2 separate regions of the Triticum aestivum genome follow, and region 2 is linked to region 1. A link is a contact called in public HiCAR-type data. All regions are on one chromosome and are shown on one strand. Each heading gives the region's core, a stretch centred on a gene start, on an enhancer-like site or on the middle of the called end of the contact. The rest is flanking DNA. Distances are from core to core; before and after follow the strand shown. Region 1 holds the start of LOC543026 (THO complex subunit 4D). Region 2 holds the start of LOC123149837.

The links. HiCAR-type assays count read pairs that join an accessible place to other places.
Region 2: a contact with region 1 is called in a HiCAR-type map of leaf, with 7 times the contacts expected there. The contact joins the promoter of LOC123149837 here to the promoter of LOC543026 in region 1. A contact is called at or near these places in 2 of 5 Hi-C or Micro-C datasets (both in leaf) and 1 of 1 datasets of contacts at active chromatin or transcription factors (leaf).

What each region holds. Positions count from the first base shown.
Region 1 is chr7A:171,648,568-171,651,267 of IWGSC CS RefSeq v2.1, forward strand. LOC543026 (THO complex subunit 4D) reads right to left here and starts at 1,394. Exons shown (of 7, transcript XM_044569576.1): 1 at 1,091-1,394; 2 at 108-394. The coding sequence starts at 359.
Region 2 is chr7A:171,795,315-171,798,014 of IWGSC CS RefSeq v2.1, forward strand. It overlaps LOC123149837, which reads left to right and starts at 1,380. Exons shown (of 6, transcript XM_044569580.1): 1 at 1,380-2,035; 2 at 2,131-2,466. The coding sequence starts at 1,670.

The DNA of each region.
Region 1 (2,700 bases), core at 144-2,643:
GTCTGAGCTGTCCCATTTATTATGTTCATAGCCACTTCTTGTCAAGTATGTATTGTAATTTGGGTTCTTGAGGGTATACAGTAAAACAGCGATGGTTTTGTGCTTGCCTTGGCAATAGCATACGATGACGAGCGAGTATTGACACCAAGTGGCCTTTGGTAAGGCACTCCCCTTCCACGGAAGGTTCCAGCACCGCGTCCACGGCCTAAACCACGGCCTAGCCTTTGGCCATCACCTCTGCCTGACCTTTGGCCATCACCTCGGCCTCGACCAACCCTCTGTCCCCTTCCCCTTCCTCTTCCCCTCCCACTTCTGTTCTTAATCATATCATCAAGTGACATATTCAAAGCTGCCTCCATTACAATGAAAACTTGGATTCAATAGGGAGAAAGCCCTGCAAGGACAAAGAAGTTTAATAGTGATGTGGTGTAAGCAAGCAGAGTAACAAAGATGCACCCACCGATATAGAAAAAAACCCATCAAATTAAGGTCACTGGTTTCTATACTAGTAGAAAAAAGGAACAATACTCCAGAAGCAGCAGCTCATCCAAACTTCCTACTACGCTACTATTGTGCTTGTCCGACACATACACTACGAATAATAGGCTGATAAACTTCAGTCTTCTCGAAGTTTTCGTCACCGTTCAGGATGACAATAACAATCAGGTTATCAGGTACACCAGGCATCCGAATGCAAGTAACCTTTACCAGTCAACATAGGAAGTGAAGTAGTACAAGAAAAGCTAATTTGTAGAACACATCAGGTTCACGAGGACAGCCTGGCTAGATCTCTGCATCCATCCTTCTTATCACACTCTTCTAACAACAGAGCAGTCTACACCATAGTCACTACCATAGCGCCTAAGCTACCCAGCCTCGCCATCGGGGGTTCCCACGAACAGCACCGAACTGGAAGAACATAAATCCGGCTCCCGTTCATGACAACATAAACATGCACCGCGGTTACCAAGAACCCACGGGATCCCACCGCGCTAGGGCTTTGCGCATGCCAGCGACCCAATCAACGAAGTAGGAGTATATTCGTAGTGATACCAGTGCTAGCGTAGTTCCGAAAGGTCAGGGAAGTCACCTCCGGGCCTGGGTGGACCCTCTAGGGTTCTCCGGCGGCGGGCAGATCCTGGATCTGTGGGGTGGGGGATTCTCCGCCTCCCGTCGTTGGCAGGAAGCACGGAAGGGAGGGCGAGGGGGGCTCGGATCTCTGGGCCTTGGACGGCGGCGGTGTCGTGGTCGGTCTGCGTCTCGGCGAGGTTTGCCGATGGAGGCTCGAGGCGAGGGCGGATGCGGAGTTGGGAGGAGAGAGACGACTTCTTTCTTTCTAGGGTGGAAGAGAAGGACGACTTGGGTGCGGGTCCCAGTGGATTGGGTTCTGCTTTTATTTGCTTTTTTTTTTTTAGACAATCACGCGAAGCTTTTATTGATCCTGATAAATGTTTACAGGGACAAAAACGAGATTACCGGGGTGTCCTAACCAAACATGGTGGCCCACCCCTAACTTTAAAGCATGCTTCGCTAGATTGTGAGACTCGAAGTTGGAGCTCCTATACTCATGAACAAAATTACACTCTACGAAACCATTCGCAAGGTCAGTTATTTCATGTAGAATTGCACCATAACCAGCTGGGTTTTGCTCCTTCATGTCCTCAATCACCACTTTACAGTTTGATGCAACGTGTAGATTCTGCAAGTTCAGATCTTTGGCCAGGGCTAGAGCCTCCCGAACAGCACTGCCACGGAGAGAGAGAGGGAGATAACTGGCGCCAGTCGGTGGGCTAAACCGCCTTGTATGCTGGCCGGGCCCAATACGAGTTCAACGCTAGTTCCCGCGGCCTGCAAAGTTAAAGTCAGCAAAGCCCGTTAAAAGCCGCAAGTCCTTAGCGGGCCTGTTTCACACCGCTCCGCTCTACTAAAAAAAAAGAGCCGAATAGAGTACGAAATCACTAACTGGGTATGAATCCCTAAAAAAAAGTAATTAAGCATGAGCATGTGCGCCGCTTGTCGCAAGCTGAGAGTTTTCCTTTTTTTCGCAGATCCGTTTATTCAAAATATTTTACTCTTAAATCATGCGTCCAAATCTTGAACCGTTTTCACCATTGGATTCATGTGTCGAGATCTTCAAAACTAGATCTCATGTTGATAGATTTTGATGAACTTTTGTTATGAAAAAAACCAACGAAAAAACCGAACGGCTGGCAGGTCACAACATTGGACGCTCGTCACGCCTAGCGACGTCGTCTGCAGCACATAACGTCGTCGATCACTGCACCTACGACCTACGGTTGCAACATTTGACGCCACCAGTCGGCCATGGTTGTTTCCACTAGCCCCTTCCAACATCGTTAATAAGAGGTCGTAGAATCGCCAAGTCGCTCCTAGCATCACTCGCGATTGGTCACATCAACTCTTGGCGACTAGTAGCGCTAGTCGTCAAGCACATCCACACACACCTTCTCTCCCCTCATCGCAACACGTGATCGAGCACACAAACAGAGAGTGTGGGAGGGCTTAGGCGGTGTGCACAAGGATGAAGATCCACGTGCACCTTCTCTCCCCTCCTTGCAACACATCATCGAGTCCACAAAATAGAGAATGGGAAAGGGGTTAGGCGACGTGAATGGGAATGGGGATCCACATGCACCTTTTCTCCCCTTCTTCTAGCACATGATCGAGCCAATGACAGAG
Region 2 (2,700 bases), core at 130-2,629, 150 kb after region 1:
AATCAATGCGCCCACGTCCCTTCCTCTTTTCATGAAGCCATCTTCCCCCGGACGCCCTTTCTTCTCCACCATAAGTGACACTGCACATGTTCTTCTTCCTGTTTCTACTTTTCCCTCTTCTCTTTTTGCTCCTAGTCTCCTCCTTCAACAATGTGGATGTGGGAAAAAGCCAGGAGGAACAAGGAACACCATGCCGCCGGCGAGGAACAACGTTGAGGACGAACTAGGTAGTCACTCGAGCTTGCCGCGCACCATGTGGACGCGACCAGCGAGAAATGTGTGAGAAAAAAGCCAGTGTAAGATTATGCCGTTGATGATGAGAAAATTGATGCAGTCGCTGGTCTAGCTTATCGGGTCAGTGACACCACGTCTTCCCAGGCCGTCGGCACCATGGCCTTCAATCCTACAGCCAGCGGTACTGCATCCAAGCATGAAGCTGGCCGCTTCCTGCGTCGTCCTCCTTGTTGAGGTCGTGAGCTTCATGCTTTTGGCCTTCGTCCTTGACATGTGCTTTGTGCATGGTTGACGTTCGTCAACCTGTTCCCACTTAATTGTCACAAACTTACTCTATTCCATCTTAACCCGAGCTTCCTCGCATGTGTCATGAGCCCATGGCAGAGTTGTGGGGCCGAAATAAATGTGATTCATTGTTCCCACGTTGTATACTTCTCGTATTGGTTAGAATCAAAAGTAAATTGCATTAAGTACACCCATTCCGAGATAATAATGGACATACAGATTTCGAAGGGCTGCGTCGCCGAGTGCTCGTAGTCCACTTCCCTCTTATGGCCCAGTTCTTTCGGCTCAATTCTGAAGAATTACTGCCCGGAGAATCACAATCGCAAAAGAACTCGTTTCTTCCCCAGGAATCATCCGAGAATTATCAGAATCGCTAGTGTATTTGAGAATCATGAAAACTCGGCAATTCTGGCAATTCTAGCCGGGCCCTCAAAAGAAAACTGTTTGGTTTGAACTACTACCCCTATTGGGGACTCAAATTACAGCCAATATGTCACTCGGCCAGCTCGACCGAACGACTTCATACAACAATTACAAGTTGGAATTACAGAAAAGAACTGAACAGACAATTTTATGGGCAGTTTTGATAATTCTCTAGAATTATAGGGCGAAAAGAACTGGCCCTATATCCCATACACTACCACGAAATTACGACATCCTCCCATCGGAGAAATCCGGCCTCCTGTGTAAATGCGAATGGACACGGGTGAGAAGGTGAGCCAGAAGTTTCGGAGAAGCAACGCCAGCTGGTCGTCTCCTCCTGCCGTTTTAGACCAATGACCAATCCTCGGCGGTCCTCGGCCTCGCCCGCGGAGCGCTGGCGCAGCCGCGTTGAAAAGGCGACCAAAACCCGACCCCCCGCCCCAAGTGCGCGCACAGCGCAGCGGCATCTCACATCACTCCTCCCCCACCCCACCACCATCGCCACCGGCCCACCGCCACCGCTCCAGCTCAACCTCGTCGCTTCCGGAACAACCAAGGCAAGCAATCCAATAGAAAAACAGCGGCGGCTCGGCTGGCGGAGGGAGACGAGGCGACCACCACATAGACCGCGCCGCGCCGTGGAGGCGCCCCGCCAAGCAGAGCCAGCAGCCCGAGCGCGCCTTCCTCCGAGGCCTAGCGCCGGCGCGCCGCGGGGAGGCGGCCAGCCATGTCGGTGTCGTGCGGGCTGGAGTGCGTGCTGTGCGTGGGGTGCGTGCGCTGGGCGTGGAAGCGCCTCACCTACATCGGCGCCTACGACAGCGAGACCTGGCCGCCCGCCTCGCCCGACGACTTCGAGCCCGTCCCGCGCATCTGCCAGATCATCATGGCCATCTCCGACGACCTCGACAATCCCAAGCTCATGCCGGCCACCCGCGGCTACACCCAGATCGACGGCGCCGGCGTCCACAAGCGCACCACCTACGACGAGGTCGGCACCGCCTGCCCGCCCTACCTCGTCTACGTCGACCGCCTCCGCAACGAGGTCGTCCTCGCCGTCCGCGGCCTCAACCTCGTCCGCAACGCCGACTACAAGGTCCCGCTTCGCATCCCCGATTCCAGCAGCCCAGGGTGAATTTCATCTCCGCGGGAACGGAATGTGAACCCGTTCGATTCGCCCGTTCGTTGCAGGTCTTGATGGACAACAAGCTCGGGATGCAGATGTTCGACGGCGGCTACGTGCACCACGGCCTGCTCAAGGCGGCCCAGTTCATACTGGAGAGGGAGACGGAGACGCTGCGGGAGCTGCTGCGCCAGCAGGGGCCCGACTGCAAGCTCATCTTCGCCGGGCACTCGCTCGGCTCCGGCATCGCCGCGCTCATGACGGTGCTGGTGGTCAACAACCGCAAGGCGTTCGGCAATATTCCCAGGAGCCACATACGCTGCTACGCGCTCGCGCCGGCCCGGTGCATGTCGCTCAACCTCGCCGTCAAGTACGCCGACGTGATCTACTCTATCGTGTTGCAGGTACCAGCTGCCCCGTGGTCAACCATTACCTACCTGTTCAATTTTGCTGCCTCTGAATATTTTGACTATTGGAAAATTTCGAGCCGGACAATTGGAAATTAGAATTGTTGGGGTGAGAGGAGGGGGAACGATTTGGTCAAATGTGCTTTGCTTGTGGCGTGCTTGGAATGTCTGTGAAAGCTTAACTAGTTTGATTGTGCCGAACGTTAGGAATTAGGCAGCGGGAATTGTGTT